Linked DNA regions of Mus musculus: regions 1, 2 and 4 are each linked to region 3. The links are chromatin contacts, called in public HiChIP or PLAC-seq maps. All regions are on one chromosome and are shown on one strand. The core of a region is the stretch at or near the end of the contact, and the rest is flanking DNA. Distances in the headings are between cores, read along the strand shown.

Region 1 (3,230 bases), core at 543-3,042, 440 kb after region 3:
TCAGCATGATGCCCCTGCCCAGGCTCACTGAAGGCCGTGGTGAGACGGCAGGAAGCCAAGCACAGAGAGAGAGAGCACCTACCTTCACGCTGGAGGCTGCACCTCAGTTCTCTGCCTTCTGGGGCTCCGCAGCTGGAAGAGAAGGCAGATGGATGGCGTGTGAGGCCCCTTACCATGTTCCATGATGAACCCTCACTTATGGCTGATACCAGGATTGAGGATCACTAAGATGTGGTGTCGGTCCTCGACGGTCACTGGTTACAAGAACTTAGGTGATGATGGCCCTCGTGGGGCTTAGCACACGTGGAAAGATGGAGCCTGCCTGGCGGCAAGCAGGTGCTTTGCATACAATGATGCATCTGTGGTTCAGATGAAGCGCTAACATCACGTAGGTACTGGGGGTACTGGGAACCCTTTCCTGGCACCTCAGAGGCATGTCTGCTGAAGCCCAAAGCAGCTCATGGCGCCTAGAGTCCCTCCCCACCCCCAAGACTATAGGAAGACACCCCCCCCCCCCGCCCCACAGCCTTTCACAGCGGTTACCGTTTGTAGTGATGAGGTTCTCCACCTGGGCCTCTTCGTCACCTGGAGCCCTGTGACAAGCAGAGACACACTGTCACCAATGTCCAGGGCAAACCACAGAGTATCCCCCATTCTCTGTGGATAGCCCAGGAACCTATTCCTTCCAACCCCACTGAAGCATTCAAACACTCTACCATGGGATGTGTAGGGTGACTGGAGAACTTATGGGCCCTTCAGTGTCTGCCCCGAGGTGGGGTTTGGGTGTGCCTGCCACCCAACTTTGGCTTCTGAGGTCCATGGCCACCATGGCTGTTTTAATGAATGGGGTATAACTTATACGGTGTAGAAAGGAGGCCAAGTGTCTACACAATGCCCAGAGCCTCAGGAAAAGATAAGAAGCAGGCCCAATGTCTCTGCCCTGCACCACAGAGCGGCCATCGGCTGCTACCTCTCTCCTAGCCAGCCTCCCTGTCTCCAGGGCCTCTAAACAAGGTTCCAGAACACTCCTACCCAGGAATTTACATCTGAGGCTGCCCCTCCATATTATGACCTCTGCTTTGTTTTAAAGCCACTTGGAAACCCCCCAGATTCATACCCCAGCTCCCCACATTCTCTTTCTGAGACAAAAGAACACCCACGGGGTTCACTCCACAGACCTCTCCCTGTCCGATAGCCTCAGCACCCTTACCTGGGCTTCTGATTGAAACTGCACTTGCACCTGCGACCTGAAACACAAAGAAACCATCCAAGGTCACGACTCCAGCCTCAGCTCAAGGCCAGGCTCCAGGCCTGAACACAAAAGACCTACCGCCGCCCCCTGCCCCCCCCCACAGTTGGGTCTGGATATTTGATCCTCACTGGGTGCTGTTTGTGGGAGGGGGAATCTTTGGGAGGTGGGGCCGAGCTAACCAAAGTGATTTGTTGGGGCAGGTCTTGGAGGTGGTAGCCACTTTTGGTTATATCCTGAGCTTTCTGCTTCCTGGTCTGTCTCAATGTAAACAAGCCACATGTGTCTGCTATCACAGACCAAGCTAGTTCACTGCCTTCCCACTATGATGAACTTTGCCCTTTCATACCACAAACAAAAAAAAAACAAACAAAAAAAAAAAACACAACGCCACAGCTCGTGTAGGGGAAATGCACAGGGACACATCTCTAGGAGCACGGCGAGAACAGCATCTGACTCCTGGGATGGCCAGCCCCCTGCCCTATGGATGCAGTCTGTGGTTCTTGGCTATGTCTGTTCTCACTTACATTCTCTGGCCATGCCTTCCTTGTTTTCCTGAGCACGTACTACATGGCCAGCCCTGTATTGATCCTGGAGATACTGTGGAGAGGCAAGACTGTGCCTTCTCCTGTCCCACAGACAAAATGGCTAGGCTTGTATACTGTCCCCATCTGTCTAGCAGCCGTAGAGAGAAAGGACACACTTACTGAGGATGAGAAGTATCCCAACGGAGAAGAGGACCACAGCAAACACCAACCCCCCAATCCTCAGGGTCTGGTAGTCTGCAAAGGGAGGAGAAGTGAGAGGTGGGAGAGAGGCGGGGCCAGGAGGTCACGCCGGCCCCTCCTGGATGGGACCACCCCCCAGGGCTGCTGAGCTCACTCACCGTAATAGAAAGGATCCTTTTCTTTCTCCTTCTCAGCTGCTGGGAAAGATGTGACATGGTCAAGAGGAAGACAGCCATACTTCCTGTGACTTCTCACCTGCCCCATAACCTCTAGTCCCCACCAAAGAGTCCTTGTGAAGGGGGTTCACTGGGCAGAGATACTGGAGATCATGGAAGATGGGCTAGCTGGGCTTGGGGGTCCTCGCCTGAATTAGAGTCTTTGGGGTCCCGGGCTCACATTATGTCTTTCATTTCCTCCAAAAGACCAGGTCTATTATCATCTAGTGACAAAGGGGGAAACTGAGACCAAGGGGTGGGGGAGGCTCGTGACCTGCATATAAAGTCAGGATGGATTAATTACAGTCTAGGCTACAATTCCACAGGAGCCCAAGGTACCTGGAGAGATTAACAGAAGGATTGCTGAACCCTTGTGGGAAACAGTGGGAGAAGGGCGTGCAGGGGGGCCCTGAACTAGGATCTGTTTTCCTCTGCTGACAGTAAGAGCCCGTGACCAGATGTAAAGTGGCCTAAGATCTCAACCCTAATGTCTGAATGGGCCAGAATCTTCTGCTGGAAAGGGCTATGTCTGCCAGTTTGGCACAGCAAGGCCCTAAAGGATTCTTACCACTCGCCAGGACCACAGGGGCCAGCAAGCTGCAGAGGACCAGCACCGTCTCCATGGTGTCTGGGGGTAAAGAAGCAAGACATTACTCCAGGGACAGAAGACCTTCCTCGGTAAGCCGTCACCCTGACAGGGCCTCGTCCTAGCCTGAGCTGTATGGGGAGCTTGTGTGACCTGAGGCCACTTCAAATCTCCGGGACCAATGCCACCTTATCAGGCTCTCATCAGACTCTCAGAGAGCTCTGTGTGGCCAATACTATTAACCCAGATGAGTCAGGACACTTAACAGGCACTGTGCTAGGTCCACACTGCAGGCCTGGAACCAGAAACTTGCTGATAATTATCGCCCTTCATAGGGGGAGCGGTAGGGCCCAGGTCAGATGACGGCTCAGGGACTCATTAGCGTGGGGCTTCTGGGCTGAAGCCTTGCCTTCCCAAGGGCTTTGGAGATGTCTCACCAGTGTCCTCCTTCC
Region 2 (3,344 bases), core at 845-3,344, 400 kb before region 3:
GGTTTACAGCACTAGTGTTCTGAGCCTCTGTGGGGCCCTTTTGGGGTTCCTTGTTGCTTTGCCTGGCCATCCATTTCCCTTGGAGCCTTCTTAGGAAGGGATTCTGTCTCATACCCTGAACCAGCCAGGTGCCCAGCTTGAGTGAGCGTTAAGAGCTGAGTAGTCGCGTACAAAGGAATCCCCAGTGCGGCACCATGTTCTCACGTCCCTTGATGTCCCCTTAGCGCCCGCCCTATGTCCCCCAAAGAAAGAAGCTATTCCATTTTGGAAAGGTTTATTGTAAGAAAGCCAATGCGGGGGTGGGGAGTGGAAGCGGGCACCTCACTGGGCAGTCAGAGTCTCGCTGGCCTTGTCGATCACACTCTGGACTTGGGTCTTAAGCGTCTCCAGCATGGGCATCAGACTATGGCGCAGGTCCTCCAGCGCAGGTCTGGCTTTCTCGCCAAGTGTCTTCAGGTGGGTTTTGGCCCTGGTGTGGTACTCGTTCAAGGTAGGGTTGCTCTTGAGCTCAGCCAGGCGCTGGGCCAGGCTCTCGCGCATCTGTTCGCTGTGGGGCGCTAGCTGTGTGCGCAGAGAGTCTACGTGTGTGCGCATGCGGTCGCGAAATTCCTCAGCCACAGGGGACAGTCTCCCTTGCAGCTCCTGCAGCTTCTGGCGCGCGCTCTCCTGCAGCTCGGCGCCCAGAGGCGCCACCTTCTGGCGGTAGAGCTCCACATCCTCTTTCCATTTCTTCTGGAATTCGTCCAGGTAGGGCTGCACCTTCTGTTTCACTTCCTCTAGGTCCTTGTTCATCTCCTGTCTCACCCAATCTGTTTCTTTCTCCAGGTTATCCCAGAAGTCCCGAGTCAATGGGCCCAGCCGTTCCTGCAGCTGACTAACGGTTGAACCCAGAGTGTCCCAGTTTTCCAGGAGATTCAGGCTAGAGGGGGAAGAGAGCGGCTGAGAGACGAGCCCAGGCATCATGCGCTGCCCCTGGTCTGCAGATCCATGCACATGATAGCTGGGTGCCACCTGTCCCCTAATGTGCAGTTGCTATGGTCCTAGTTTCCCCGAACATGCAACCCTCTAACTCACTGCCTTCCCTTTACATTCCTCTGTACACATGGCGGAAGGCACCAAGAACACAGATGTGGTCGGTGCTGGTTACAAGGCCAGTCCCGTTTTTTGTTTTTTGTTTTGTTTTGTTTTGTTTTGGGTGCTGTCTGACCAGTACTGGGGGTTACCAAGGAAAAGGGATTTGGCACTCATAGGCTGAATGAGGGGCTGTGGTTACCCAACAGCCAGATGAATCCCATCCCTAGTCCTCCACTGGAACCTGCCATGGTGCCCAGCTGGTAGGAAAGCCCGTGAAGGGCTAGCCAGCTCAGTTCCAGCATCTTCTCACTGGTCTCTCTGCCCACCCTGGATGGGCAGCCCTTGACCTGCTCCAGGCCCCACGCTAGGTCTTTCCTTACTTCAGCTGTTGGCCCAAGGAGGAGGATTCAAACTGGGACACATAGTCTCTGCCGCTGTCTTTGACCGCATCCACATACACATTAGCGAAATCCTTCACTTTGTCCCATTGGGACTGGGGTTCATCTTGCTGCCATACGTGCCAAGCCTGGCTCCCTGGGGATGGAGGGGAGACCCATGTTAGGTTAGACTCGGAGTCAGGGAAGAGAACAGTGGGAATTCTGTTCTCTGTGCCCAGGAAGGTAGTCCCACGCAGGTCAAGAGGCACCTACCTGTCAGGAAGACCAGAGCCACGGCCAGCACCACAGCTTTCATCCTGAAGGGTGTGGGTGACCTGAAGAAGAAGAAGGAGGAGGAGGGCTGGGCTGAAGGGAGGCATTGTCATGGAAAGGCTCCACACACAATTCAAGCCCATGGAAGCATTGGCTAGAATGGCTAAAGGTGCGAGATATCCACGGTATTGATTTGGACAGTGGAGCATCAACTGGGAGGCGCTATGGAGCCAGAGCCACCGAAGGCAGGTAGCAGCACTTACCTCCCCGGAGCTCTCCGACAGTCTGGGTGTCCAGCTCTTCTTCCCTGGTCTATATATGTGTGTGGGCAGGGGCTGGGCTGGGAGACTGATAAGCTCAGCCTGGCCCTGCCACTGCTTACTTTTGCTGGCGATGTGGAACTTAGAGTTCAAGGATCAGCTCTGTTCCTGAGGCTGGGCAAACAGAGTGGGCAAACAGGAAACTGCGGGGGCTGCCGAGCTGGGATCAAGGGTTCAGGTGGGGGCAGCAGGGGGTGGCTGCAGACTCCAGGGGTCCCCAGGGGTAAGGCAGTTGCACCATCCCGAGGTGTATGTCTTCTTCAAGATAGTCTCATGGAGCCCACTCCTGGACTCCTCTGTGTTGCTAGTGCCCTCTGAGCCTGGAACAAGGGAGGGAGGGAGGAATTGTGGGCTCCTTCACTCACAGCCCCACCCCAAAGTTTTTTTTTTGCTTTCCAAGGGGTTCCCCCTTTCACCTCACCCTGGTCCCCCAGGTTTGGGGATTTGTCTTTCCAGATGCCACATGTTTAGCCAGCCTCCCAACCCTAAATCCAAAAACAACTGAGGTGTCAGCCTGAGTGAGATGCAGACAGGCTCATATCCCCAAGCTGAGGATGAAGACCCCTCTGATGCTTCAGAAGAAATGACAGAGGCCAACATGGAGTTGTTAGCTCCTTCCTTGTCTCCCTCCCTCCTTCCCTCCCTTCCTTTCTTCCTTATCTTAGGTACATGAGCGCTCTGTCTTCAGACACACCAGAAGATGGAATCAGATTCCTTTACAGATGGTTGTGAGCCACCATATGGTTTCTGGGAATTGAACTCAGGACCTCTGGAAGAGCAGCTAGTGGTCTTAAACCGCTGAGCCATCTCTCCAGCCCCAGTTGCCAATGTTTTTGTTATGTGTAGATGCTGTTATTCAGCCTCCCTTCCAGAGAAAACCTCACCATATACCATGACCACTAAAAGGGGTCATGTAGTTCAGTGACGATATGTCTTCCCAGAGTGGTGAGGGCCTAGGCTCACTTGCCAGGATGGGAGAGCTGGGTAGCTGTGTAGAGTGGGCTGAGTACGGTGGCCAGTTTTTGCACTTGGAAGGTCAGAGGGTTGAGAGTTCAAAACCACAGCCTTGCCCATATAGCAAGTTTGAAGTCAGCCTGGGCTATATGAGAATATCTAAAAACAAAACAAAACAAAACAAAACAAACAAACAAACAAAAACCACAGATCATCTCTAAAATCCCATTATGGAAAGTGAGTTTTCAAGCTAAGAGGAACTTTTGAGACCATCTATTTGAGGTTCTACCATGAACTTCCTTCTAGATAAGGGCCTGTTGAGAGTGGAAGGAATTTGCTGTGTCCT
Region 3 (2,966 bases), core at 465-2,964:
AAAGGTGTGAGCCACCACTGCCCAGCTCTTTCTTTCTTGAGGCAGCAGCTCACTATACAGTCCTGGAACTGGATATGTAGACCTTGCCAGTCTAGAATTCATAGAAATCTGCTTGTCTCTATCATTCTTTCTCCTCCTCCTCCTCCTCCTCCTCCTCCTCCTCCTCCTCCTCCTCCTCCTCCTCCTCCTCCTCCTTATTTTTGACTTTTTCCTGACAGGGTTATTCTGTGTTACAGCCTGACAGTCTTGGAACTTATTTTGTAGACCTGGCTGGACTTGAACCCACAAAGATATGACTGTCTCTGCCTTCTGGATGTTGGGAATAAAGGCTTTGGGATTCAGTGTGGTTCAGTCACCACTATCTAGCTGCTTTTTTCAAAAAATATTTTATTCTTTTATGTGTTCCAGTGTTTTGCCTGCAGGTATGTCTGTGTACCACATGTCTGTGTTCACATGTGTTTGCCTGGTGTGGGTAGAAGCCAGAAGAGGTGTTGGATCCTCTGGAACTAGAGTTTCTGCTGGTTGTGAGCTGCCTCGTGCTTGCTGGGAATCAGACTCTGGTCCTCCCGCAGAGCAGCAGGTGTTGGCAGCTGCTGAGCTGGTTCTACAGCCTCAGATGGCAAGTCTTGTGTATAGGAAGCTATGGGCAGTGTTTAGTTATGTCTGATATAGTCATGATATGGCATCTCTTCTATGTCTGGTCCAGTGGCCCCTTGGGGACACTTTTAAAGATTGTGATGATAATGAGGAGCAGTGATTTTTTTCCCCATCTGTGGTGAGAATAAAGGAATTGCAGAAAGATTTGACGTTAAACATGAGAAACACATCCTGATGTCTGGTTTGAGATCCCTAGTAACAACACTCGCAATTTCTCCTTGTCGGCTTAGACTCTAGCGGCGCAGGACTCGGTTTTAAATTTACAATAGTAGAGTGGGAGAGATGATGGTTCAGCCGTTGAGAGCACTGTTGTTCTTGCAGACGACCTAGGTTTGGTTTCTAGCACCCACAAGGTGGCGCACAACTGCTTACAACTCCAGTTTCAGGGGATGCAGTGCCCTCTTCTGGCCTCCATGACTATCAGGTATAATGTAGACAAAACATCCACACACTTAAAATTTTTTTTGAGACAGGGTCTCACTGTGTAGTCCCAGCTGGCTTGAAACTCACTATATAGACCAGGCTAGTCTCAAACGCACAGAGATCTGTCTGCTTTGTGCCCCAAGTGGTGGCATTAAGGGCTTGTGTTATCAGATCCCGGTCCACGTATAATACATTAAAAGGAAAAAGTTAGTAGGCAGCTCTCTTGACAACCGAGTCATCTCTCCAACCCCTTCATAGTTCTTTTATTAAGGGCCCAATCAATAGGTTGACCACTGATAATCACTGTTGTTCGCGTGATTTTACTCGACCTTTACAAAATGATGGTCTATAAATGATTGTTAATTTTGCTTAATTAATAGTAATAGTAGATTATTATTAATATTATGAATGCTTCCTTTCGTCCGCGGGAGAAATTCTCTTATCTACCTTCAGGTCTCTCTTTTAACCTCTTTGTGGTGGGAGTGGGATTGTGCTTATTCACTATTTTGAACTACAACTTTCAGGATGCAACGGGCAAAGCCTCGTGGGGGAACTTCAACCAATCCAATGCCAACGCTCTCAGTCAGCGACCTATTGGCTCTTGGTAGAGGCGGGCCTCTCAGTTGCTAGGCCAGTGCCTTTCCGGAAGTGGTTGCTGGTCGCTGCAGGGCAACACCCCGGCGTCCCTGGAAGCGGGGAGCCGGACACCCCGGCGTCCCTGGAAGGTGGGGGGCCGGGGTGGTGCTGGGGAGGAGGCGCAGAGCCATCCTCCCGGAAACCCCGGATCGGGGACAGGTGAGATCTCGGAGCCAGGCTTGGTGGCGTGGCAGGAGTTTGCAGGGAGCTGAAGCGTTGTGAGGTGTTGCTGCGCGGGAACTAAGCTGGGAGAGAAGAGCCCTCCGGCGTGCGGGGCCTGGCTTTCTAGCCTCTCCTGAATCTACACCCTACCGCCATTGCCCAGCCCATTCCTGGGCTATCCCAAGTTCAGCCAAGCGCATGGCATCTTTCGGCCAGCTGGGCAAGAGAGGAGGTTTGGGGTTTTCTTTGCACTGATTCAGGAATCTACGCCCGGAACCGCTGCCCTCTTCTTGGCCTCGGTGACTCGCCCTCGCGCGTCTGCCAGCTCAGCCCTCTGCAGGCCCCTGCATGCTTTTCTCTGCACTCCATCTCTGGATTGCGACTAGAGCCTCCAGTTACCGGTTGCTCTGGGAAGTACTTGCTGCCTAGCCAGATACCTTACTCGAGCTTAGATGTGCTTGCGGATCATCTCCAACCCGCACCCCCCCCCCGCCGCCCCCCCCCCCGGACCTTCTATCAATGTCTCCCATGTTTCTTGTCTCAATGGAGAACTTCCTCAGTCACTTAGCCCACTCTACGCTGAGAATTCATTCCGCTGTCTGCAGTAGTCATCTGGCATGCTTCAGATTTCTTGGCAGTCGGCTTCTTGGCCTAAAATCACAGTGGACTGGCTGAAATCCTCTCTGCTTTCTCTCTTCTCTTCCTTCACCTAGCTGCGAGACCCTGCTATTCTCCTGCCCTCAGGATTAGCCGCTTTTCATTCAGGTAGCCACTGGCTTGGTTCATAATTTCTTGGCTGCGCTTTCAGAATAACTGCCTCTGATTTTGTCCCCTTTTTGATTGGTTCTTGTGCAGCTGTCAGTCACCTTTCCGAACGGTAACTCTCACCACCTCCAACTTTCTTTATGAAATTCCCATGGCAGCCCCTTATGAAGTCCTGTATACAGCTAAAGCCCTCGCAAGCCCGGACTCGCTGCTCCTTGTCCTTCATTCAAGCAGTCTCTGTATTTGATAAGTGGGGATAGTAAACCTCTAGCTGAGAGGCTGGGGTGGGATGGTGGCGAATAAAGCCCTTGGTACAGTTCTGC
Region 4 (3,068 bases), core at 186-2,685, 400 kb after region 3:
GGCAAGGGAGCCAAGGATCTGCAGACCCAAAGGCCACCCAGGGCCGCCATACCTGGTAACTCCTGTCTACCCACAAGACCTAGTTGTGGCAACTTCCTGCCTGCGTAGGAGAGGGCTCTGCCCCTCCAGCTGTTGCCCTGTGGCCTTCTGGGCCTTTCTCCACCCCCACCCCCATCTGCTCCTTCCCTATCAAATAACTGGGGCTTCATTTATTAATGCAGCGCTCCTGGGTGGGGGTGGGTGCAGTCCTGCAGGTATTTGTGAAGGAGGCTGCAGGGCTGAGAAATGGGCTGTTCCTGGGAGCAAGGTTAGGGACAAAGCAACTGAGTGTGGCCACAGCTCTGGTCCGTGTTCCTTGCCTGACAAATGGAAAAGGGAAGGGGGTTGGAGTGAGAGCTATGGAGAGAGAAAGCCGCTCCTCACCTTATGTATATTTAATATTAACGTAATTAAAGCTGTGAGCCAAACCAGCCTGCCAGGGTGGAGGGAAGCAGGAAGAGCCCCAAGAAAGAAAATTGGTGTGTGTGGTGTGTGTGTGTGTGTGTGTGTGTGTGTGTGTGTGTGTGTGGTGTGTACTGGAAGCAGGAGGCAAGATTGTTGCTCTCAGGTGGGATGAAGAGGTCAGATTAGGAGTCCAGGGGGGCAAGGAGTTAAGCAAGCAAGTCTAGCCTTGGTGTGTTACCCGGTGGCCCCCTTGGCCTGAGAAAGTCCATTACTTTGCTCACCATTTGAGGCCACCCGCTACCCAGCACCCGTATCTTCTGGACAGAATCCCAGTGGACTAGGCCATCAGACTGGCTCTGAGTAGGCCATCAGACTGGCTCTGACCCGGCCATAGCACTAATAAGGGCTAGGTTCCTCCTTTAATCTACCGAGCATTGCTTTGGGCTCTGGCAGGTTACAAACTCCGTACATCTCCAGGCATTAGCAGAGGACTAGACCCCTCCCCCGGGCTCTTGGCTGTCCTTCTCCATTGCCTAGAGGGGCAAGAATTATTATTGGACCAGGCCAACCCATGCAAAGGGGGCGAAAGGAGAAGCTGCCCTCTGGGCGCGAAGGAGAAAAGTTAGAGGCTTGAGCAGGTAAAGCCGAGAAGCGTCTGTGCTCTACAGCGCAAGGGCGCGGAGTTCGGCCGCCTCCTCTCCCTCCTGCCATCTGCGCGCCCGGGGGCACGTCCTCTACCACAGCCTAGAAGCTCAACTGCCCGCGCTGCCCAAGTGTCGATTTGGTGCCCAGATTGCTAACCATCGAAAATGCCTGCTTTTTGCCAACCCCTCAGTCCCGGCTGCCTCTCAGATCAGGTGCACGGAACCCCGGGAGCAGGTCTGGACATGCCGGACACCTGGACCCACCCCTAGCAACCTTTTCTCTCCCGGGAAAGGGACACGCCCCCCAGTCTGAACACTTGTCCCCAGGTCCAGCAGGCCAAGCGCCGGAGCGGAGAGTCTTGCACCTTGGGGCGCGCTGCCTAAGGTGGTCAGGGAGACGCAGAGAAGCCGGAGCCAGCGCCTGGGGTACAGGGGTGAGACATAGGTGATGGCGACTCTTGGGTCTGAAGAACAAACTTGGTGTCCGAGGGAACCCCCACCCCTGGGGACCCCTAGCTCCCCAGCCCTGCACCCAGCCAGGCGCGGATAAGCGCCATGCGGTGCGCCGGCATTTGCGCCAGGGCGGGGGTCGAGGGCGGTCGAGGGGCGCACGAAGCTACGGCAGGAGTGATCTTCCCTAGGTCCAAGGACCCAAATACCGAGGGCTCCCGGATGAAGTCTCAGTCCGAGGACCACCTGGCTCGCAGGGCACCCCGGGGTCCCAGCTCCAGCAAGCCGCGGGAGCGGGCTGGGGGCTGGGGGAGGGGGCCAGGGCAGAACTAAAGCTGGGCTGCGATGGGAAAACCAGGGGTTCCTTTGCCACCGCCCCCCACGGGCGCGCCCCTAAACGGCAGGCGCAGGGGGGCTGGCAAGCGGTCCCAGGCTGACTCTCACCAGACCCTTCTCTCGGAACCGCCCCAGCTCTCGCGCCCACCCAGCGCCATGCACCCGAGTGGGTCCAGCACTCGGGCACCTGGAGCCCACTGGGCACCGCACCTTGCCTCCAGCCGCGCGCATCCCAGCCCCGCCGCCTCCACCGCCCAGCCGCCGGCAGCGCGGGTCTCACCTTTGTGTAAAGAGTCCAGGAGCAGGAGGAAAGTTACCAGCCACATGCCATAAAGAGGCCCTATTCTCCGGGGAGGTGGTCCTGTGGCCGGCCGTGCGGCAGCGCCTCTCCCCCGCTCAGCGCGCTCCCAGCCGCCCGCACTCGGCGCCCCGCTCTCTCTGCTCCTCAGCCCAGCGCGCGGCGGCGGCTCCTCCCTCCTCGGCTCCCCGGCTCCTGTCATCCACGGGGCTGGGCTAGGCGGCCGCTTTCCCCGCCCCAGCCCCCCGCGACACCCCGGGGTGGTGAGTGCTACTCCAGCCCCAGCCTGGGGTCACTTAGTCCCACAAGCTTAGGGGACAGAGGTGGGGACCCTGACCAGACAGTCTCGATCCTGCTCCTCTGGTCGAGAGAGGAGAGGGGTCCCTGTAACTCGCAGGCTTTTGAGCCTATGGTCGCACAGAGGCATATGTCATACATGTGCTAAGAGTCTGCCATGTAAGGGGAAAAGAACACGGGTTTTTCGCCCGGCCGGTCATTCAAAGCCATTGCTGGCTGTTTCTTTTGGACTCAGTTTCCCTCCACGAATGGGAGAGCATAGGTGCTCTGAGTAACATCTGGGCTAAAAATCTTTGAAGACATTTGGTACTCTATATCTCAATGCCCAATCGTACGTGTTGCTCCCAAACCCTTAGTCACTTCTGCAAGTCAGCTTCCTGGAGAAGCTGTCTCAGACCACCCATCCCCAGCACTGTCCAAATATACACTAGAACCTAATACTTAAAAAAAAAAAAGCCAGTCATTTACAATGCACAGATAATGCCTGTTCTATGTGTGCTTTGTCCCTCTCTCCCTAACCTCCCCCCACCACACCCCCCGCGCCCCTGCACACACACCATCACAGCTTCCTCGCCTTGCAGAATCTGTCTGGTCAAGAC

The links. HiChIP or PLAC-seq counts read pairs in DNA pulled down with a chosen protein or histone mark.
Region 1: a contact with region 3 is called in an H3K4me3 HiChIP or PLAC-seq map of embryonic stem cells, with 5 times the contacts expected there. The contact joins the enhancer-like site here to the promoter of Cep164 in region 3. A contact is called at or near these places in 5 of 39 promoter capture datasets (cranial neural crest, embryonic stem cells, frontonasal cranial neural crest and 2 more), 2 of 484 Hi-C or Micro-C datasets (the G1E-ER4 cell line and cortical neurons) and 13 of 115 datasets of contacts at active chromatin or transcription factors (craniofacial prominence, embryonic basal ganglia, embryonic forebrain and 7 more).
Region 2: an HNF4G HiChIP or PLAC-seq map of pancreatic cancer cells shows a contact between it and region 3. The contact joins the promoter of Apoa1 here to the promoter of Cep164 in region 3. A contact is called at or near these places in 1 of 39 promoter capture datasets (maxillary cranial neural crest), 2 of 115 datasets of contacts at active chromatin or transcription factors (bone marrow-derived macrophages and pancreatic cancer cells) and 3 of 9 other capture datasets (adipose tissue, liver and macrophages).
Region 4: a contact with region 3 is called in an H3K4me3 HiChIP or PLAC-seq map of forebrain, with 9 times the contacts expected there. The contact joins the promoter of 4833428L15Rik here to the promoter of Cep164 in region 3. A contact is called at or near these places in 7 of 39 promoter capture datasets (cranial neural crest, embryonic stem cells, frontonasal cranial neural crest and 2 more), 7 of 484 Hi-C or Micro-C datasets (the P5424 cell line, cerebral cortex, differentiating embryonic stem cells and 1 more), 17 of 115 datasets of contacts at active chromatin or transcription factors (SST interneurons, bone marrow-derived macrophages, craniofacial prominence and 11 more) and 1 of 9 other capture datasets (embryonic stem cells).

Annotation. Positions count from the first base shown.
Region 1 is chr9:45,389,578-45,392,807 of GRCm38.p6, reverse strand. Fxyd6 (FXYD domain-containing ion transport regulator 6) reads right to left here. Exons shown (of 8, transcript NM_022004.6): 2 at 2,761-2,820; 3 at 2,136-2,174; 4 at 1,957-2,031; 5 at 1,211-1,247; 6 at 544-593; 7 at 83-132. The coding sequence starts at 2,815. The coding sequence ends at 104. Among named protein-coding and RNA genes, the nearest start is that of Fxyd2, 15 kb to the left of the region's middle. Within about 2 kb of position 1,792, at least 6 of the 459 cell types and tissues checked have an H3K27ac peak or open chromatin away from gene starts, as enhancers often do. A contact at or near this core is called in embryonic stem cells, where this site is marked.
Region 2 is chr9:46,227,380-46,230,723 of GRCm38.p6, reverse strand. It overlaps Apoa1 (apolipoprotein A-I), which reads right to left and starts at 2,094. Exons shown (of 4, transcript NM_009692.4): 1 at 1,988-2,094; 2 at 1,725-1,786; 3 at 1,455-1,608; 4 at 255-919. The coding sequence starts at 1,767. The coding sequence ends at 322.
Region 3 is chr9:45,827,411-45,830,376 of GRCm38.p6, reverse strand. It overlaps Cep164 (centrosomal protein 164), which reads left to right and starts at 1,714. Exons shown (of 30, transcript NM_001081373.3): 1 at 1,714-1,875.
Region 4 is chr9:45,429,599-45,432,666 of GRCm38.p6, reverse strand. 4833428L15Rik (RIKEN cDNA 4833428L15 gene) reads left to right here and starts at 1,435. Exons shown (of 5, transcript NR_040732.1): 1 at 1,435-1,522. Dscaml1 (DS cell adhesion molecule like 1) reads right to left here and starts at 2,314. Exons shown (of 33, transcript NM_001081270.2): 1 at 2,155-2,314. The coding sequence starts at 2,200.